Regions from separate parts of the Mus musculus genome. Here regions 2, 3, 4 and 5 are each linked to region 1. A link is a contact called in public Hi-C and HiChIP or PLAC-seq data. All regions are on one chromosome and are shown on one strand. Each heading gives the region's core, a stretch centred on a gene start, on an enhancer-like site or on the middle of the called end of the contact. The rest is flanking DNA. Distances are from core to core; before and after follow the strand shown.

Region 1 (4,048 bases), core at 876-3,375:
GTCTATAAATCCAAGATCTGACATCTTCACACAGACATACATTCAGATAAAACACTACTGCATATAAGATAGAAAATAAACAAATTATTTTTTAAAAATGAGTGTCCTTAAAAAAAAAAAAAAGAAGAAAGAAAGAGAGCTGTATGGTGGCACAAGTCTTTAATCACAGAGACAGGTAGATTTCTGTGAGTTCAAGGCCAGCTTGGTCTACAGAGAGAGTTCTGGGAAAGCCAGTGCTGCACAGAGAAACCCTGTCTTTAGAATCAAGAAAGAAAAAGAGAGAGAAAGAACTTGGAAAGATTTCATACTAGCAACTTAACAGCATACCTGAAAGCTCTAGAAGAAAAAGAAGCAAACACACCCAAGAGGAGTAGATGAAAGGAAATAAGGTGAGAGCTGAAATCAGTAAATTAGAAACAAAGAGAATAAAACAAAGAATCAAAATTTTTAAAGTTTTTTTTTGAGAAAAATCAATAGATAGACAGACCCTCGTCCAATCTAACTAAAAGACAAAGAGAGAATATTCAAATTAACAAAATCAGAAAGGAAAGGGGAGACATAACAACAGACACCAAGGAAATTCAAATAATAATTAGGTCATACTTCAGAAGCTTATACTCCATAAAATTGGAAAATCTAAAAGAAATAGGCAATTTCCTTGATAAATACCGCTTACCAAAGTTAAATTAAGATCAGATAAACAATTTAAATTGACCTATAATCCCTAAGGAAATAGAAAGTCATTAAAATCTCCCAATTGGAAAAATAAATAAATCCCAGGGCCCTACCAGAGAACTCTGACAGCTGATAAACACCTTCAGCAAAGTGGCTAGATATAAGAACCACTCCAAGGGGGGGGGGGCACCAGTAACCCTTCTGTACACAAATAACAAATGGGCTAAGAAAGAAACTATGGAAAAAATACCTTTCAAAATAGTTACAAATAATGTATCTTGCAGTATCTCTAACCAAGCAAGTGACAGACTAGTATGACAAGAATGTCAAGTCTTTGAAGAAAGAAATTGAAGAAGATATCAGAAGATGGAAAGATCTCCCATACTCAGGGATTGGTAGGATTGACATAATAAAAATGGCCTTCTTACCAAAAGCAATCTACAAATTCAACATAAATTCTATCAAAATTCCAAAACAATTCTTTACAGACTTTGAAGGAAAAATGCTGAACTCATTATTGGAGAAACAGAAAGGAAAAAATAACTAAAGAAATTCTATGCAACAAAAAAATCTTCTAGAGGTATCACCATCTTTGATCTCAAGCTGTAATACAAAACTGCATGGTGTTGGCATAAAAACAGACATATTATTTTTATCAGTGGAATCAAGTCAAAGAAATAGAAGAAAATCCATTTACCTATGCACATATGATTTTTTATAAAGGAGCCAGAAATATACAATGAAAAAAGAAAGCATTTTCAACAATTGGTGCTGATCTAACCAGATATTGGCATGTAGAAGAAGGCAGATAAATCCATATCTATTACCCTGCACAAAAACAAACTCCAAATGAATTAAATACCTAAAGATAAAACCACATTCATTAAACCAGATAGAACAGAAAATGGGGGATAGCCTTGAAGGCACTGGCACAGGAAACAAATTCCTGACTAGAACACCAATAGCACAGGCACTGAGATAACAACTAATAAATGGGACCTCATGAAACTGAAAGCTTCTGTAAGGCAAAGGACACTATCAATGGGACAAAACTGGAGCCCACAGAATGGGAAAGGGTTGTCACCACCTCCACATCTGACAGAGAGCTAATATCCAAAATAATTAAAGAATTCAAGAAAACAGACATCAATAAGTTAAATAATCCAATTAGAAAATAGGGTACAGATTTAATAAGAGAATTCTCAACAGAGAAATATCAAATTGCTGAGAGGCACTGACAAAAATGTTCTACATCCCTAGCCACCAGGGAAATGCAAATCAAAACAAATTTGAGATTCTAGGTTATACATGTCACAATGGCTAGGATCAACAACCCAAGGAATAGGGCAAAGATGTAGAGCAAGGGAAACACTTCTCCATTGTTGGTGGGAATGGAAATTTATACAGCCACTATGTTTATAGCAAGCAGCTTTATTCATACTAGCCAGAAACTGGAACCAACCTAGATGTTGCTCAACTGGTGAACGGAAAAAGAAAATATGGTATTATACACAATGGAGTATTAGTCAGTGGTTAAAAATAATGGCTTCTTGAAGTTTGTATGCTACATAGATAGAAGTAGAAAAAACATCATCCTGAGTGAGGTAACCCAGACCCAGAAAAACAAACATATTATATATTCACTTATAAGTGGATTTATCTGTAAACTAAAAGACAATCATCTATAGCCCACAGACCCAGAGAGTTTAAATGACAAGGGGGCTTCATGGGAGGATGAAAAGATATCCCTGAGGAAGGGAAATAGATTTCACAGGTGGACAGGAGCAATTGGGACCAGGAGGGACCAGGTGGGGGAGTAGGGGAAAAATACTGGGAAACTGAAATGGAATCGGGGAAAGGGCATTTCGGAGGCATGGTTTTTATGCTATGTTTGTATGATGTCCCTGGGAGGCCTGATATTTTCTTAGGGGAGGCAGTTGGTGTGTCTGGGAAAGGGAAGACACAGGGAAGGAAGAAAGGGGAAACTGCAATCGAAACTCCATGGGATCTACTTGAGCAAACCTAACAACGATTCCTATTAATGGGGCACACAGAGCCTGAACCAGCCATGTGTTATAACCAGGTAGGGCCTCTGGTGGAAGGACTGAAATACCAATCCAACCATAAAACCCTCCACCTACAGTTTGTCTGAAAGTGTGTTGGTACTGGAGCCTAGCAGAATCATTATCAAAGAGACCAGAGAGACTTCATCCAGCAACTGATGGGAGCAGATGCAGAATCCCACAGCCAAACAGTAGAAAGAGCTTGGGGAGTCCTTTAGAGGAGGGAGAGGAAATATTGGAGGAAGCAGAAAACTCAAAGACACCACAGGAACATGGCACACAGAAACAACGGACTGAGACTCATGGAGTCTAGCAGAGATCATGGAGCCTGTAGGGTCTGATCTAGCTAATTGATGATAGATAGATAGATAGATAGATAGATAGATAGATAGATAGATAGAGATATAGAGAGAGATAAAGATAGATATATACAACATAATATATCTATATGCAAATATATAGATACATATAGCTATAGATATTGACTATGAGTAACTTGATGTTCTTGTGGGACTCCTAACAGTGGTAACTGAGGCTTTTGTTCCTGATTCTTTGCCTGCTAGTGGGATCCCTTTCTTCCTACTGGGTTGCCTTGTCCAGCATTGATGTGATGGAATGTCTCTGGTCTTATTGCAGCTCATTATGCTATGTTTGTATGATGTCCCTGGGAGGCCTGATCTTTTCTTAGGGGAGGCAGTTGGTGTGTCTGGGAAAGGGAAGACACAGGGAAGGAAGAAAGGGGAAACTACAGTCAGGATGAGAGAAGAATTTTACAAAGTAAAATAAGAAAAGGGGTGGTGGATGGTGCCCAGTTTACAAGGACAGAAAAGACTGTTTGAGGAGTTACAGGAAATTGGGGGAAAAAAGTAAAGCCTCTAGGAAAAACAAAAATAAATGCTTCTGGATAAAACTTTCAAATTGTAGTAAACAGAAAGATGATATTTGTGCTTCTATATGGCAAGGAGCAATCCTTGTGGTGCCAAGAAGGGTGAGAGCCATAGGCAGAGGAGACATGGGGGAAGGCAACAAAGAGTAAGAAAGGGAAGACTTTAGAGAGATGTAAGCATAAATTTATGCAAATAGATTGGTTAAGGCTGGGAGTAGTGGTGCATACATTTAATCTAAACAATCAGGATGCAGAAGCAGTGCCAGCCTGGTCTGCATAGTAAGTTCCAGACAATTCAGGCACACATACTGAGAATCTGTTTCAAGACAAAACAAATTAATGAAACTAACTAATAGACTTAGAAAATAACTGGAGGGGGATGGATCAAGGGCCTGGTGACATAATACAAACAGGAAGATGGACA
Region 2 (4,048 bases), core at 682-3,181, 490 kb after region 1:
CACCTGCCTCTGCCTTTGCCTCCCAGGTGCTGGGATTAAAGGTGTGCTCCACCACAGCCCGGCTATGAATATAAATCTTGAGAGTCAAAGAGATGTGCACACAAGTTGCAAAGAATATTGGAATTTACACTCCTTATCTGTGGAGAGCAGTGCCGAGAGCAATCGCCATTATAAGATGGCGCTGGCCTCCGCTGTGCCTAACTAGTAAACAAGCCCTGTACGCAGGTGCGAGAGTGAACTCACTCCTAGTCACTGCCCATCTCAGGGCGTAGTAGTGGGGTGATGAGCGAGCAACAAATCAGGAGCTGACATGCCATATCAGGTGCTGAAACACCATGGCTGAGGGCTATATAAGCGACTCCATTTTCTGGGGTCAGGGTCTTCCTGAGAAGTAAGCAATAAAGCTTTGCCGCAGAAGATTCCGGTTGTCCCGAGTGTGTTCTTGCCAGCGGGGACAAAAGCTTGGGATACTTATCTTCTTTTTTTCCCTCCAATTTTTTATTAGGTATTTACTTCATTTACATTTCAAATACTATCCCGAAAGTCCCCTATACCCTCGCCCCCACAATTCCCCTACCCACCCATTCCCACTTCTTGGCCCTGGCATTCCCCTGTACTGGGGCATATAAAGTTTGCAAGACCAATGGGCCTCTCTTCCCAATGATGGCCAACTAGGCCATCTTCTGCTAAAAATGCAGCTAGAGACATGAGCTCTGGGGGGTACTGGTTAGTTCATATTGTTGTTCCACCTATAGAGTTGCAGACCCTTTCAGCTCCTTGAGTCCTTTCTCTAGCTCCTTCATTGGGGGCCCTGTGATCCATCCAATAGCTGACTGTGAGCATCCACTTCTGTATTTGCCAGGCACTGGCTTAGCCTCACAAGAGACAGCTATATCAGGGTCCCTTCAGCAAAATCTTGCTGGCGTATGTAATAGTGTCTGCGTTTGGTGGCTGATTATGGGATGGACCCCCGGGTGGGGCAGTGTCTGGATGGTTCATCCTTTCATCTCAGCTCCAAACTTTGTCTCTGTAACTCCTTCCATGGGGTGTTTTGTTCCCAATTCTAAGAAGGGGCAACACTCCCTATTTTCTACTTTTGTTTTGAGTCAGGCTCTTGTAGCTGAAGATATCTGGAATTGTGACCCAAACCAGGCATTTTCTCCTGCCTCAGCCTTCTGAGTGACAGGCATTCACTGTCCACGCCCAACTTTCTTAGCCTTTTCTTTAAAGTTATTTTATTTATTTATTTATTTATTTATTTTGGTGATGGTGTGTGCCTCGGTAAGTGTGTGTAGGTCAGGTGGCAACCTTTACTGAGTCATCTCTCTCTGTCCACCATTACTTGGATCCCAGGGATAGAACTTGAGCTACAAGGCCCTGACGGCAAGCACGTCTCCTTGCTGAGCTATATTATCGACCTTCCATGTCTTTCTAGAAGCCTTCCTTTTTTTTAATCCTTTGGCTGAACTGAATTGCTGCAAATCTGGGGAGGTGGGCCCACGAGGCAGAGACCCATTTTACAGACAGGAAAGAAAGTGAATGGTCCCTTGAATGAAGGCACCTAGGGAGAGGTGAGTTAAGGACTGGAATAGAAAGAAGGACAGCCAGAATCCATGTAGGGAAAGGGTGTAGGGAGGAATGTAAAGGTTCCCAGTTAGAACTCCAGAGAGGGCTGAGAATCCTACTGGTGGGGTTCAGGGTTTGGGAAAGGGAGGACAAGAGAGAAAAAGAGAACGAATATCAACGAGAGAGCAACTGTCCAGGTATTCCAAACCAGCTCCGTCAAAGCTTGGGGAAAAAACAGTGACTATCTGCAGTTTGCAGCTGCTGGCTACCTACCATCTGGCTCGGGCGACTCTGTCTCCTCCACATTCCCCTGGATGGCTCTCGGGCCCCTCCAGGCGGCTACTTCTCGGAACAGCTCTGTGACGTTGTGCTGCGTGATCTCGCTCGCAGTCTGCGGGGAGAAAGGGGGAGGTGCAGAGGTTAGGCTTTGAACAATAGGGGTGGGTAGGGGCGGGGCTTAATGTATACAGCCAGCCCCAAACTAGAATTCCTTGTTACTTTTCCGGGGCTGGATTTAGGACTTAGTAAGAGAACTGGATCATAGCTCTCCAAGATAGGGACCAAGAAGTTGGGGACAGAGCCTGTTACTTGGATGGAGACACTGGACCAAAATAAGAGGTGGAGCTCAAAAAAGCGTTGGCGCTACTAGGCGGAAAAGGCAGGCTTGGAAGGCCGAGAACAGGAACTTGTCTGCTGGCCCTAACCCTAGCCCCACCAGGCCCACACCTTGACTGGTTGTCCGTTTCTCGTCCGTAAGAGGCTTTGGTCGTCCGCCTCGATGCCAAAAGCCATAAAGGGCCCCGTGGCGATGTCCCCCCAGTATCCGCGCGCAGCCACGCGTTCCCCACGCTGGAAAAAAACCAAAGGTATGAGATCGCAAGTGAGGTCCAAATTGGGGACCTGTACTGGTAGATACCTAAAATACGCAGTCCAGGCCTGCGGTAGACACGCACGTGGCTCAGGAGGCGACCTGATGCCAGAGTCCTGTTGGGCACATGGTAAGCACTCAAGTCTCTGAGTTCAAAGGCAACACCTGTATCCCGCCAGCGTCGGAATTCCTGGATATGGATAACTTGGGCCTGGAGTAGAGGATAGGGAAAAAGGCCCTGATTAATCTGGTATAGGAACCCCAACCTTATACCTATAGGAATTCCTCCAACTTCAAACTCCAGGGTCCAGACCTCCTTCCTCAGACCTAGGTAGGAGTTTAGACCCCCTTCCTCATATATGGGGGCGGAGTCTCCGCCCTCTTCCTTCTCTCTGGACTCAGATGCTGGCCACCTGCTTCAAAGCTTCCTCACCCCTCGATCATGCAGCTTCATGCGTAGGTCCCAGTCGGCAACACCACGCCGGGCATCGTAGCGGGAACCCAGGTAGTGGCGCAACCTCGAGTCCCAAAGGCGACTCATGGGAAAGACTTCAGGTCCCTTCTCCCCACCAGACCAGAAACGGAACACGGCCTCCAGGGCATCCCGCTCGCGGAACTGCACAGCCAGGAAAACATGGAGAGTGACAGAGACGCAGTGAGGGCTCCCCTTCCATCCCATTAGGTGGTAGTGATTATGGGGGCGGAAAAAATGAGGCACAGAGAGCAAAGTCTCCCCTAACCCTAGGCCACAGTAGTGGGAGTTACAGAGGTGGAATTGTGGAATTAGGACACACACACACACACACACACACACACACACACACACACGCCAGCCTGCTCCAGCCCCTCAATTCCTCTGAACTGCTCATTTCCATTCTTCCTGCAGCCACCCAAATTTCAAGCAAATTCCACTTCCCTCCAACAAAGGTGGGCAGCTGTGGCACCTTGAGCAGCCGAAGACTAAGCCAGGGTAGTTGCTCCTCCAGGCGATCAGGCTCCAGGACCAGATTAGCCAGGTGGCTAGCCTGAGCGCGCAGGAAGGCAGCTACCGAGGGTCGCAGCAGCGCGTTCCCCCACAGCTCCAGGAAGGTCTCACTCCGCTCTGGAGGAGGGAAGGATGAAACAGGGAGGGAGACTTGACAAACTGCACCAATCCAGGAACTGCAACCACCACCCAGCACTGCTGATTGAAGCTGGGACTTCCCAAAAGCAAAGCAAGCTGACATATAGTCTCAAGTCTTGTCTTTAAAATATACTTTTAATAAATTAAACTTTTTATTCGGTGTGTGTGTGTGTGTGTGTGTGTGTGTGTGTGTGTGTGTGTGTGTGCCTGAGTGTGTACATCTGTTCACCATGGGCAAGATTTTTCAGAGATCAGAAAAGGGTGACATAGCCCCTGGAATACAATAAAACTATCTGAAAGCAAACCAAAACCAAAACCAAAACCAAATCAAAACACCCCAAACTCCACAATAAAGATGAAATAATTTAATATTGTAACACCATTTTTTTTTTGTCTTTTTCATTTGGTATTAAGGATGAAACCCACTGGGTGGTGGTGGCGCATACCTTTAATCCCAGCTCTTGGAAGGCAGGGGCAGGCAGATCACTGAA
Region 3 (4,048 bases), core at 572-3,071, 430 kb after region 1:
GATATGCCTTTTGTAGCATGGTAAGGTCTTTATGGCACAGGAGGATGTCATCCATGTAAAGGAGCAAAATTAAAGAGGGGAATTGTTCCCTCACTGGCAAAAGAGCTTCTTGTACATAAAGTTGACACATAGTAGGACTATTGGACATTCCCTGTGGTAAGACCTTCCATTGATACCTCTTATCAGGTTTAGCAGAATAAGCTCTCTGACCCGTTAACAAGTCAAAAGTCCAATCTCTCTGCTCTGGAGTTAAAGCAGCAGCGTTTGCTCGGGCCTGCGCCTGTGCCGCCTCCTGCCACAGAGCTCGCCATTCCACATATTTGGCCATACTAGGGAGAGCGGCTTTTGCAATCATTTGCCAGTCGGCAGGAGTCAGTGCCACGCCGGCAAGCCTGTCCAACTGCACCAAGGCAAAATTAGCATTGATTCCATATTTAATCTGCACATATTCTACCGGAGCGTGGACACGCCCACCCTCGGCTCCTTCAAAGACTGGAAATGCCTGTTGTATTTTTCTTTGTTCCTCTCGGGGAATGAATGAGTCTGCGCACTGCCTCTCTGCGCATTGCTGACGCACTACGGGCTGACGCACTACGCAGGGCGGGGACTCCGCATAGGGCGGGAGTGCACCTGGTAGCCGATTGCCCTGAGGCCAATTAGCAAACTGGCCTTCGCCAGCCGCTTTTGGCTTTTTCCTTAAATGACTAGTTAGCACTTTACTTGGCGGCTGGTATCCTTTTCTTTCATAATGAGCCGCTTTTTTCTCCCAGTCTGTTTCCTCAGAGGAGGATTCTTCACTTGCTTCAGAGTTACTAAGAGCTGGCTTCCTGAGCTCATCTAGTGACGAGTATCTCCTAGAGACCTCCGCTAATTGATCTTTTTTCTTTTCTTTTTTCTTTTTCTTCCTTCTAATCTCTCCCCAGGTATTCCTACCTGACCTTAACTTTTCCTCGGGTTCAAGACCCTTGGAAAGGCCTGTATACTTACCGTTTCTCCTTGCTCCTACTCTCTCTCCCCGCTTTACTTCTGATAGACTGTCCTGAATTTCCTCTAGAATTTTCAGCCCTATCTTAAGCACTATATAACATGTGAAAAGGAACAAAAGGGCTCCTAACACCAGAAAAAATTCAAGGCCAAACCTAACTTGTAAAGCCATTTTCCACTTTACTTCTGATAGACTGTCTTGAATTTCCTTAGAAAGTTCAAGATCAGACTTACCTCGTTCCCCAGCTGAAAAGTTCTGAATTCATACAGTTGAATCCTTCTTAACAGTCTGCTTTACGGGAACCTTTATCACCGTCGTTCCCCAGCTGATGAGTTCTGAATTCGGCAGTTGAATCCTTCTCAACAGTCTGTGTTACGGGAACCTTATAACCTTGATTCGCAGTTCTGGTTCTGGAATGAAGTATCCCTCCTGCGCCAGTCCGGAGTTTTTTCTCGTCCCGGATTTTCTCGTCCCGGAATTCGGCACCAATTGTTATTCGACGCGTTCTCACGACCGGCCAGGAAGAACACAACAACCAGAATCTTCTACGGCAAAGCTTTATTGCTTACATCTTATGGGGCCAGAGCGTAAGAAGCAAGAGAGAGCGAAGCAAGAGAGAGAGAAAACGAAACCCCTTTCCTCTTTAAAGAGAACAACAATTGCCTCGGACGCATCACTCCCTGATTGGCTGCAGCCCATGGCCGAGCTGACGTTCACGGGAAAAACAGAGTACAAGTAGTCGTAAATACCCTTGGCTCATGCGCAGATTATTTGTTTACCAACTTAGAACACAGGATGTCAGCGCCATCTTGTGACGGCGAATGTGGGGGCGGCTTCCCACACCCACCCTCCCTGATAACCAGCCACAGTCCCCCTTAACTGTGAGCTTGATTTTTCTCCCCTGGAAGGATTTCCTCGTTGGAGGGGTATGAGTTCGGAGTCGGGAGGGTAGAGATAAGAAAGGTGACAAGGGTCAGTACATCAAGGCCCTACATTTGATACTTCAGAAGGACTCTCAATGCAAAAGAGGAAAATTCCACCTCCTGAACTACAGCGAGCCAGGGCGGACACAGGGTGGGGAATTATCAGCTTCGCTGGAGGCCCAGCATGGCTGAATGAGCAGGCATGGGGCTGGAAAGACTTCTTCAGGGAGAGAGTCCTCAGGTGAGTTTCGTCCACCCTGTGAGGCTGAGTCAGGATAGCCACAGGTGGGAGCCTCGCTTGACTTTGGGAGCCAAAGCTACAGTTAAGAGAGAGGGAGGGAGGGAGGGGTTTTCCTCTGCTGCCAAGAAAGGAGGAAAAACCTCTGCTCTGGAATGAGGGTGGAGAGTCAGGTTTCAGGGTTACCTGTACTGCACACAACCAGAAGTAGCAGCAGAAGGACCGGAGAGTAGGGTGGACAGTGGGTGGGACTCCTCCTTGTTCTCTCTTCAAAGAGAAGAAAGGTTCAGACCTCCTCCCTCAGACTCAGAAGTCCAGCCCCAGCCCTCCTCCCTCAGACCTGAGAGTCCAGACCTCAGCCCTCCTCCCTCAGAGTCCACAATCCATTCCTCCTCTCTCAGACCCAGGAGTCCAGCCCACAACCCTCCTCTCTCAGACCCAGGAGTCCAGCCCACAACCCTCCTCTCTCAGACCCAGGAGTTTGCCCCCAGCCCCCTTTTTCATATCCAGAAGCCTGCCTCTCTCAGACTCATAAGAGGCTCTGAACTCCAGCCCTCCTCCCTCAGACCCTGAAATCAGGCTCCTGAGGTCACAACCAATAACTTTCTCAGACAACTTTTCTCCCTATACATAACGAAGGGGCCTCGGCTCAGCCAGACCCTTTGTGATTGTGTCTCGGGTTGGGTTCCTGAGTCCTCCTGTGTTGGCTTCACACTCTGAGCCTGGGTTGTTTCTCCAGCCATGTGGTTCATGATCATCTATACCTTCCTTCAAACTCTTGTACATACACAATAGCTCAGAAAGAAACATTGTGACATGGTAAGAACATTAGCAGGAGCCAAAAAACCAAAAAACAGTATGGATGGCCTATCCCTGTTTGTAGCATAAGTGTGAGGCCCTTATTGCTGGGTATGTGGTCTTCCCTGAGACCCCAGGTCCCCTCCTCCCTGCCATCATCCTGTGCTCCTAATCACACCATTCAGGGTGACTCATACCCCTTCTTCTCACAGGATGTCTGCAGTGGCCAGGGTCTCCTTTCAAAACCCCCATGGCAAACCAGTCAGCAGTGATCTAAGCGCCCAGTCCTGGCCATGCCAAAGTTCACATTCTAAGGAGGGAAGGCACAAAGTAAACCGTGAACAAATAATGGAATTTAAGGGGAGATGGTTCAGGAGGTAAAGTATAAGCTAGCTGCGCAAACATGAGGACCTCAGCTTAAATCCCCAGGTCCCGTATAAAGTTGGGTGTGATAATGTGATTCTAGAATGGCAATGTTCCTGCAGTAAAATGGGAGACAGAGAGAAGAGAATTCCCTGAGACTCATAGGTCAGCTACCCTGGCGAGCAGCAAAAGAGACCCTGCCTCAAACAAGATGGGAGGTAAGGACTGATACCTGAGGTTGTCCTCTGACTACCATATACACACCGTGACAAATGGCACCTCCCTTTATACACAAGTATGCATACAAGCAAGTGTGTATGCACGTGCTTGCACACACATACACACATGTTCACACACACATCAAAGATGAAGAGATGAGGATTGTCGTTTTAAATCGGTGATCAGCCAGGCCTCTTTGAATAGGTGTCACTTGGAGCAAAAGCCCTGTGGTAGATTGGGGTTTGCCAGGTAAGAAATGATAGTGAGTGGGTGGATGAGCTGGGAATTACAGAACGGAAGAAGGAGAGAGACAAGGAATTGGCTTCCAATCTGCCCTCTGTTTTGCAGGCTTTGAAACTAACATTACATCCACTAACCAGCAATCGACTTCGACAAATCTCTTCTTACTTAATATGGGCCAGCAAGATGGTGCGGTGAATAAAGGCCTTGCCACCCAGCAATTGATATCAATCCCCAGAGCCTACATGGTGGGAGAGGAGAACTGACTCCACATGTTGTTTT
Region 4 (4,048 bases), core at 406-2,905, 400 kb before region 1:
GGTTATTACTGATTTTTCAACTTGACAAGATCTAAAAATCACCTAAGAGACAAGACCCTATGCATGTCTTTGGCATGTGGGTTAATTGAGGTAGGAAGATCTACTCTAAATGTGGGCAGCACCATATCATGGGCTGGAATAAACTGAATAAAAAGGGAAAGTCAAGCTGAGTGCCAGTAGTCATCTCTCCATCTCTCTGCTTCCTGCCTATGGATGCAACATCACCAACTGTCTCATGCCCCTGACACTGTGTCTTCTCTGCCGCCACAGATCCTTAAACTCCAAGTCAATGTAAGCCTTTCCCCAAGTTGCTTTTCCCAGGTCACAACAAGAAAAGTAATGAATATAAATATTCTGGAAGAGACTACTTAGGGTGCCTGGCACAGACTTAGACCCACATGGATCTGTTCACTTGTTCAAGTACAAAAGGAAAGGGAAAAAGAAGGACATGAGGAGGAGGAGGAGGCGGTATGAGGAGGGGGTGGTGTTGGCATCGGCAGCGAGGCGGCAGTTCTGGCGAGAGGACCCCCAAATGGGAATCCACACTTACCTACCTGCTCGATCTCCCGGCAGCGCCGACCTAGTGCCTGGTACTTTCTACGATTTAGTTCCCGCTGGCGACGCCTTCGACCCCGGGCTGCCTCTTCCTCTTCATCTCGCTCCCGGAGTCCTGAATCACCCAGACCACCGGACACAAATTCCACTTCTGTCTCTAGCTCACTTTCTAGGATGTGGCCACCAAACAGGGGAGGCAGAGCCAGCTCTGAGCCTGGTGGCGCTGAGAACTCTTCAAAGCCCACGGCTGCCATGGTCCTGTAGGGCCAAGAAGTTTTAGGAGCCTATATTCTGGCTCTCCAAGTCCCTCCCAGGGGGACTTAGGTCCAGGCCCCAGCCTGGAGCCCAGATCCTAGCCCTCTCCTCCATCACACCCAGCAGCCCAGACTCTAGCCCTCCTCCCTCCTACCAAGAAGCCCAGACCCTAGCCCTTCTTGGTCACTGCCAGGGATCCAGGCCCCAGTCCTCGTCCCTAACAATGAGGAATCAGACCCTAGCCTCCTCCCTCAGACTTTGGAGCCCACACTCCAATCTCCTTGCTCTCAGATCCATAAGAACAGCAAATTCCAAATCTCCCCTACGATGCTCCAGTACTGCCTCCGGTTCTCCCACAGAGATTCGAAAAGAAAGCAACTGCACGAACTTCCCCATCGTCCCTGAGAGCACTACAGCCGATCGTTGCTGTTTTTGGAGTCCCCGTTTACACAAAGCTCAGCTACTCACCCCTCTCTCTGTTCCAACTCCATTTCTCTGGTCAAGAGACACCTCAAGCCTCAGAGAGGTGGAGTCTTGCGCAAAACTACCTCTCCCATCAGGCCTTGCGACACAGGAAAACTGGGAATTAAAGTTTCCTACTCTGCCTTCGTTTGCACCCGACTCCAAATTGCGGCTTGAAGCCTTCGGTTTATCCTCTAGCGCCTGCACCGATCGTCCACGTTGTCACCTTCTTTACTCCTGTCTTGTCGCAGTGTCGACTAGCCAAAGCGAATCTCTGTTTAGCAGGCTCAATCCACGGCGACGTACGACTTCCCCTAGCCCTAGAACCCAGCACTCCCGGTCGCCGTCCCGCGAGGCGGCTGCTAATAAAGTTGTTGTCCAAACGCTGCCGGAAATGTCGTAAACGGCCAATCAAAACACAGATTTATCGGCGGCAAGTAAACGTCATCAAAGAGAGCCGAAGCTCTGGGGAAGCAGATTTCTTGGAAACGATTGTGAGAGGATCGAAGCGGTGAGTGTGATGGAGAAGAAGGGATGGCCGGAAGCCAAGCTACTGGAGGAGAAAGTGTAGCGGGCGACTTAAATCATAGTATAAATAATAATATTAAACGTATGGAGCGCCTTAGAACTAATATTCAAGACGTGAGTGGATCACAGCATAACTTTAGGCTGAAATATGGCACGTGGGCCAGACGGGTGGAATGAAAGAACTGAAGGCAGGGTGAGGGAGCAAAGAGCCGGGTTAGGCAAAGATGAATAGTTGCTCAAAGACCCAGAGGTGTGGGGAAAAGTTGCCAGGTCAGGTGGTACCTGGAGGGATGTGCTGTGTTCTGTGTGGGTAGGAACAGGAGACAACCTCCGTGAACTAAGCAAGCTGTGGAGCCTGCGTGCGGCTACAGGAGCTGATGAAGAAGAAACTTAAGGGGATCCGGGAGAAGGTGCTCCTTCTGGTGATATGAGTGGACAGGGTCAAGATGCAGTATTAGGGAACCCCATTCTCCCTTTCCCATAGGCCTTGGGATGTCTCTGGCTGATGAGCTCTTGGCTGACCTCGAGGAGGCAGCAGAAGAAGAGGAAGGAGGAAGCTATGGAGAAGAGGAGGAGGAGCCAGCAATTGAGGATGTACAGGAGGAGACCCAGCTGGATCTTTCTGGAGATTCAGTCAAGAGCATTGCCAAGCTATGGGACAGCAAGATGGTGAGGTGGCACCCTTTAAGTCAGCGTTCCTAGGGAGGAGTGGCCGGAGAGCAGTTCTTTCTGAGAGGCCTAGTTTCTGACTGTGCTCTCCTTCCTCATCAGTTTGCTGAGATCATGATGAAGATTGAGGAGTATATCAGCAAGCAAGCCAACGTGTCGGAAGGTGCCTCCCACCCTCACTTTCCTCTGCCCATTCTGACTCCCCGACTCTCTTGCTCCTTATGGTTTTATCACCAAGTGTCTCCCTCCTCAGCTTTCCTCAGAGCATTCATTCTTCTTTTTTTTTTTAAATCCAGTTACTGACCCTCTGAAAACATACTGCATTGTACCCAGACATGATATGTGTTTATATCTCACCACTTAGGAGACTGAGGCAGCAGGTACATGAATGAGTTCAAGTCCAGTCTGGTCAGAGTCAGCCTGGGTAAAACCCTGTCTCAGAAATAGGTACATTCATGGAGTTGGAGAGATAGTTAAGAGTATCTGCTGCTCTTCCAGAGGTCTTGGGTTTAGTTCTTAGCATCCACATGGGTCATAACTATCTGTAACTCCAGTTCTTGGTGATCTGACATCTTCTGCTCTCCATGGGCATTATATATATATTATGCACATCAGGCAAAACGCATACATACATTTTTTTTAGAAGAAAGTGAGACAACACCTATGTTTAAAAAAAAGGAAGAAAGAAAAATAAACATGCATATTGTACTATAAAACTGATGTGTTTTCTAATTGTGAGAAGACTTGTCTCTGGGTTCTCTGAACTATAGGACCTTTTCCACATCCACAGACAGGGTGTGTACACATGTATGTACGTATATTTTTAAATATGGAGACAAGGTTTCACTCTGAAGTTCAGACTGGCCTAGAAGTTACTAGGTAGCCTATAGTGGCCTTGAACTCTCAGCAACCATCCTTTTTCAGCCTCCTGAGTGTGAGGCAGAAGCAACCATGCCCACTCTGTAGTCCCTACAGAAGGGACTGACTAACCCTGCATTGGGTCAGGGAAGAAGTGCCCCCTGTTGGAATTTGAGTACTTGTGCTAACCCTGGGGAAGGAACAAGGGCTGTTAATTCACTGAGTGATGGGAGTCTCCCAGCCAGCTTCTACAGGGATTCCAAGTGGCAGGCAGAGAAACTTCTTGTTCCGTAAAGCCAAAGAAAGTCACAGAACGTGACTGCCTGATGTCAAGTTTGATGAATCAGGTCTGCTCATGTCAGGTGTCTTAACTAGTGGGGGAAGTGGACACAAAGCCTGTCTAGCAGAGGTGGCCCAATTCATGCAGACTGTCACCCTTCTGGGGTGGAGGTGGGGGGTTGTTTAATGCCCTCAGAGTTTTAATGACCTAAAGGGACATGTGAGGCCACATTACTCAATACCAATTTAATTGTCTATGCATAAAGTGTGGTTTCTAGAAACAGACTTAAGGAATGTCCCAGGGAGATGGAGCAGTACCTGTGAAGGCAGGAGGAGTGAAATAGCCTTGAGTGCCCGGTGGCGGCTGGGAGGATGGAGCAGAAAAGCAGAAAGGATAATGCTGTAGAGCCAACGAGTCACCGGATCTCACTGAAGGGACTCC
Region 5 (4,048 bases), core at 40-2,539, 390 kb after region 1:
ACCCCTAACATGTTACTGTAATCAAACAACAAGCTTAAGAGTCTACAGTTAAAATTACACAGGAATTGGAGAGATCCTGATCCTAGGTCACGCTGGTTTTCTGTGGCAGCAGCTAGCAGCTTTTCATCCCACTCTGTCCTGAGCACTTCGGGGCTAACCAAGACAGGGTCTGCCAGGGTTTCCACTGGATCACAGCCACTGTCCAGCACACAAGGTGTCCACGGCTGCCCTTTCTGAGTCTGGCGAGAGCTTCAGACCCACACCATCCTTAAGGGAGCAGTGACCCTTTGCAGTTTGCAATCAAGAGCTGTCTGGTTCATTTGGTTGTCAACCTGACATTCGTAAAAGACAGAGAGAGACCCTCATGTGAAGAGCTGCTTAGACCAGACTGTCCTGAGGGATTGTCTGTGGAGCATTTTCTTGATTGCTAGCTGATGTAGGAGGTAGACGCCCACTGTGGATGGTGCCATCCTTGGACAGGTAGGCCTGCACAGGTACCTGGGACAGGCATAGTAATACATGCCTTTAATTCCAGGCATGGCAGATCTCTGTGAGTTCAAGGCCAGCCTAGTCTACATAGCAAGTTCCAGGAAGGCCAGGGTTACAAAGTGAGACCCTCTCTGTAAAAAAAAAAAAAAAAAAAAAAAAGATAATAATAATAATAATAAAAATAAAAGCAAGGTACCTGACATATGCCTGTGAGCACACCTCCATTGGTATCTGCTTCAAGTTACTGTCCTGAGTTCCTGCCCTGGCTTGCCTCTTCCATGATAAACTATAACCTGTGAGTTAAATAAGCCCTTTTTCTCCCCAGGTTGATTTTGGTCATGGTGTTTATCACAGCAACAGAAAGCAAACTAGAACAACAGCCAAGTCAGAGAGGAGGCAGGAGTATATAAGGGCCCACAAAAATCTATAGCTATGCCTGCTCTTTAACAGTAGACCAATCAGTCCACCACAGCAGCTTTGGTGTCCACTGTCTTTGGACACTGCCCATAACCAGAGTGACTGTCTCCCCTATCAGCCTCCCCTTTTAGATTCCTAAAGGAGGCACCTGATGGACCATCTCCCCAGTAACCAACAGAGTACATGGACCTGCCATCCCCTGAGCCAGTGCCTACCTGTGGTCCAACTCAATGTAGCCAGCTAACGATAAATGCTAGAACTAACATTGCCACCTAGAGGATGATGAGGGCATAGCAGCCAGCATCCACAGACTTGAGTTCTAACAGTGCAACACTGTCCCTAAAGGATGATGAGGACATGGCAGCCAACATCCACAGTCTTGAGATTCTAATAGTACCAATACTGCCCCTAGAGGATGATGAGAGCATGGCCAGCAGCAGTCTTGGTAACACAGCTCCATCTGGGTCTCTGAAGGTTATCTGGGAATGGCATGTCCTCTCCCAGGGGATCCATGAGCCATGGCCAAGCCCACCAAACGGGCACTTTCCGTCCAAAGTCTGCGGGCTACTTCCTCATCTTCAGCCTCAGGAGATGGAGCCTTCTCTCTGAGTCCATCAAAGTACTTCCCCGAAACATTCTCCAGTTCTTCTGCCACGGCCAGATATGTGCTGGGCTGGGCCGCCAGCTGGGGACTCTTGAACAGCAGCCAGAAGAAGGGCCCTACAATCAACCACAGAACAGTCAAAAATAAAAATCCCCTGCTCCACCCTCAGGGAACCCAAAACCCAGCCTTGGAGGCTGGAAGCTGCCCTGAAGTCCCAGGGAACCTACCTCCAGGCCTTTGTGTCTGCAGTTCTCTCTACCTAAATGGCCCGTCCCAGGCAACACCCCACAAATTCCTCCAAAAGGAGAGATGAATCCAAAAGCGGCCTCCTATAGGAAGCCTCCCTGAGTGTTCCCAGAAAAATGAAAGCACATTTTCCTCTATTCTATGTATTGTTCCTAGAAATAATCTTTTCCTCTCAGGCAGGGCATGTGTCTCAGGCAGAGCATGTGTCTCAGGCAGGGCATGTGTCTCAGGCAGGGCATGTGTCTCAGGCAGGGCATGTGTCTCAGGCAGGGCATGTGTCTCAGGCAGGGCATGTGTCTCAGGCAGGGCATGTGTCTCAGGCAGAGCATGTGTCTCAGGCAGGGCATGTGTCTCAGGCAGAGCATGTGTCTCAGGCAGGGCATGTGTCTCAGGCAGGGCATGTGTCTCAGGCAGGGCATGTGTCTCAGGCAGGGCATGTGTCTCAGGCAGGGCATGTGTCTCAGGCAGGGCATGTGTCTCAGGCAGGGCATGTGTCTCAGGCAGGGCATGTGTCTCAGGCAGGGGCATGTGTCTCAGGCAGGGCATGTGTCTCAGGCAGGGCATGTGTCTCAGGCAGGGCATGTGTCTCAGGCAGGGCATGTGTCTCAGGCAGGGCATGTGTAGTCCAGGTTGGCCCTGACCTCAACTCCCTATACAGCCAAAGATGAACTTAAATTCCTTCCCTCTGCCTCTATGTGCAGAGTGCTGGGAGGCAAATCCCAGTGTTTGATTTTATGTGGTGCTGGAGATCAACCCCAGGGCTCCAGAAAGATAGCCAAGCAGTTCGCCAACTGAGCGACATCTCCAGCCCTCGATTCTGTGGTCTTCTCACGCTAAAATTCTTAATACATGCCCACTAAGTGACTCGGGCATTATGAATGCCTGCCACAGTGCTCTGTTGACTCAGACTACATTCTTGTACTTCTTCTCTCACACCGTTGATCCCAACCGCAGCCTCTCCTCCCTTCACTCTCCCAGTTTGCCTTCCTGCTTTCCCTCTCCCTCAGATCCACTCCTCCTCTATTTCCCTTCAGGAAAGAGCGGGCCTCCCAGGAATATCAACCGAACACAGCATAACAAGACACACTAAGACTAGGCACAATTCCACATGAGCTGCACAACCATAGCATACACAGAGGACCTAGCACAGACCTGTGCAGGCTTGGTGATAGCTGCTTCAGTCTCTGTGAATGAGCCCTACTTAGTTGATTCTGTGGGCCGTGTTCTCCTGGTACTCTCAATCCTGCTGGCTCCTACAACTCTTTCTCCCCCTCTTCTCTGGGATTCCCAAGCTTCAAGAGAAGTGATCCCATGACGCTTTTCAACTGAAGCTCTCTCCACCTAATGTTTGGCTGTGGGTCAGACTAGAGTCTTGGCCAGACACTGTGCAGAGCAATTTATGGGCATACTCGGCTGATTTTCCCAGTGACTGTGAGGGTAGACCCATCATGGACCTGACACTAATACTCAATGCAACAAGCATGGCGAGGCATGTCCGTGATCCTAGCACTCAGGAAGTAGAGGCAGGAGGATCAAAATCTGGTCTATACAGTAAGAGGCTATTAAAACTAGGAGGTGTGGGCTGAAGAGATGGCTCAGTGGTTAAGAGCACTGATGCTCTTCCGAAGGTCCTGAGTTCAAATCCCAGTCACCACACGGTGGCTCACAACCATCCGTAATGAGATCTGACGCCCTTTTCTAGTGCGTCTGAAGATAGCTACAGTGTACTTAGATATAATAATAAATAAATCTTTAGGCCGGAGCGAGCAGAGGTCCTGAGTTCAAATTCCCAGCAACCACATGATGGCTCACAACCATCAGTACAGCTATAGTGTACTCATATATATACATTAAATAAATAAATAAATAAATCTTTTTTAAAAAAAGACTGGAAGGTACATTTTCCTGAGTCACTTAGTTTTGAGTGAAGCCAGGGTTACTCAGTACACAGCCTGACTCCAGGAGTCAAGATATATCCTCCAAGATAGTTTTCTTATTCATCAATGGGGCTCTAGCTCATTTTTTGGCTGATCTGAAGCCAGAACCACATAGAACAATGACCCATCTGCTACCCAAGGAAGACATGAGAGAGGTAAAGCCAGCAGCCAGGTGTGGTGGCACACACCTGTAACCCTAGCACTCAGGAGGTGGGAAGATCAGAAGTTCAAGACCAGTCTAGTCTCGATGAGACCATGTTGAGAAAAACAAAACTGCCAAACATGATGGCAATTTATTTAATCCCAACACTCAGGAGACAGAGGAAAACAGATCTCTGTGAGTTCAAGGCCAGCC

The links. Hi-C and Micro-C count contacts between places; a contact is called where the count stands out from the background. HiChIP or PLAC-seq counts read pairs in DNA pulled down with a chosen protein or histone mark.
Region 2: a contact with region 1 is called in an H3K4me3 HiChIP or PLAC-seq map of bone marrow-derived macrophages, with 4 times the contacts expected there. The contact joins two enhancer-like sites. A contact is called at or near these places in 18 of 39 promoter capture datasets (the 3T3-L1 cell line, 3T3-L1-derived adipocytes, the C10 cell line and 11 more), 2 of 15 datasets of contacts at CTCF or cohesin (large pre-B cells and pro-B cells), 3 of 484 Hi-C or Micro-C datasets (the G1E-ER4 cell line, the HPC-7 cell line and pre-B cells), 5 of 115 datasets of contacts at active chromatin or transcription factors (bone marrow-derived macrophages and embryonic stem cells) and 3 of 9 other capture datasets (embryonic stem cells, liver and macrophages).
Region 3: an H3K4me3 HiChIP or PLAC-seq map of bone marrow-derived macrophages shows a contact between it and region 1, with 5 times the contacts expected there. The contact joins the promoter of Eps8l1 here to the enhancer-like site in region 1. A contact is called at or near these places in 17 of 39 promoter capture datasets (the 3T3-L1 cell line, 3T3-L1-derived adipocytes, the C10 cell line and 9 more), 4 of 15 datasets of contacts at CTCF or cohesin (embryonic stem cells, large pre-B cells and stem cell-derived epiblast-like cells), 5 of 484 Hi-C or Micro-C datasets (Sertoli cells, cerebral cortex and embryonic stem cells), 7 of 115 datasets of contacts at active chromatin or transcription factors (bone marrow-derived macrophages, embryonic stem cells and stem cell-derived neural progenitor cells) and 3 of 9 other capture datasets (adipose tissue, embryonic stem cells and liver).
Region 4: an H3K4me3 HiChIP or PLAC-seq map of bone marrow-derived macrophages shows a contact between it and region 1, with 2.6 times the contacts expected there. The contact joins the promoter of Tfpt here to the enhancer-like site in region 1. A contact is called at or near these places in 6 of 39 promoter capture datasets (the 3T3-L1 cell line, the HPC-7 cell line, HPC-7-derived erythroid cells and 4 more), 1 of 115 datasets of contacts at active chromatin or transcription factors (bone marrow-derived macrophages) and 2 of 9 other capture datasets (embryonic stem cells and pancreatic islet).
Region 5: a Hi-C map of bone marrow-derived macrophages shows a contact between it and region 1, with 16 read pairs. The contact joins two enhancer-like sites. A contact is called at or near these places in 8 of 15 datasets of contacts at CTCF or cohesin (CD8 T cells, the NIH/3T3 cell line, embryonic stem cells and 4 more), 13 of 484 Hi-C or Micro-C datasets (the G1E-ER4 cell line, Sertoli cells, bone marrow-derived macrophages and 6 more), 4 of 115 datasets of contacts at active chromatin or transcription factors (Th17 cells, embryonic stem cells, large pre-B cells and 1 more) and 2 of 9 other capture datasets (embryonic stem cells and liver).

The regions. Positions count from the first base shown.
Region 1 is chr7:4,032,321-4,036,368 of GRCm38.p6, forward strand. The region is part of intron 2 of Lair1 (leukocyte-associated Ig-like receptor 1); the gene reads right to left. Among named protein-coding and RNA genes, the nearest start is that of Lair1, 29 kb to the right of the region's middle. Within about 2 kb of position 2,126, at least 2 of the 459 cell types and tissues checked have an H3K27ac peak or open chromatin away from gene starts, as enhancers often do. A contact at or near this core is called in bone marrow-derived macrophages, where this site is marked.
Region 2 is chr7:4,524,575-4,528,622 of GRCm38.p6, forward strand. Dnaaf3 (dynein, axonemal assembly factor 3) reads right to left here. Exons shown (of 12, transcript NM_001033548.3): 5 at 3,379-3,536; 6 at 2,868-3,050; 7 at 2,520-2,645; 8 at 2,293-2,415; 9 at 1,840-1,957. Among named protein-coding and RNA genes, the nearest start is that of Tnni3, 4.1 kb to the left of the region's middle. Within about 2 kb of position 1,932, at least 294 of the 459 cell types and tissues checked have an H3K27ac peak or open chromatin away from gene starts, as enhancers often do. A contact at or near this core is called in bone marrow-derived macrophages, where this site is marked.
Region 3 is chr7:4,458,876-4,462,923 of GRCm38.p6, forward strand. It overlaps Eps8l1 (EPS8-like 1), which reads left to right and starts at 1,822. Exons shown (of 20, transcript NM_001374622.1): 1 at 1,822-2,149. The coding sequence starts at 2,004. It also overlaps a transcript of Rdh13 not described here.
Region 4 is chr7:3,628,274-3,632,321 of GRCm38.p6, forward strand. Tfpt (TCF3 (E2A) fusion partner) reads right to left here and starts at 1,656. Exons shown (of 6, transcript NM_001290381.1): 1 at 1,279-1,656; 2 at 555-813. The coding sequence starts at 1,301. Prpf31 (pre-mRNA processing factor 31) reads left to right here and starts at 1,712. Exons shown (of 14, transcript NM_027328.4): 1 at 1,712-1,783; 2 at 2,285-2,469; 3 at 2,572-2,632. The coding sequence starts at 2,293. Gm15927 (a long non-coding RNA gene) reads right to left here. Exons shown (of 6, transcript XR_003946711.1): 5 at 3,925-4,048; 6 at 2,798-3,130.
Region 5 is chr7:4,426,177-4,430,224 of GRCm38.p6, forward strand. It overlaps Rdh13 (retinol dehydrogenase 13 (all-trans and 9-cis)), which reads right to left. Exons shown (of 7, transcript NM_175372.4): 7 at 1-1,626. The coding sequence ends at 1,382. Among named protein-coding and RNA genes, the nearest start is that of Rdh13, 17 kb to the right of the region's middle. Within about 2 kb of position 1,290, at least 196 of the 459 cell types and tissues checked have an H3K27ac peak or open chromatin away from gene starts, as enhancers often do. A contact at or near this core is called in bone marrow-derived macrophages, where this site is marked.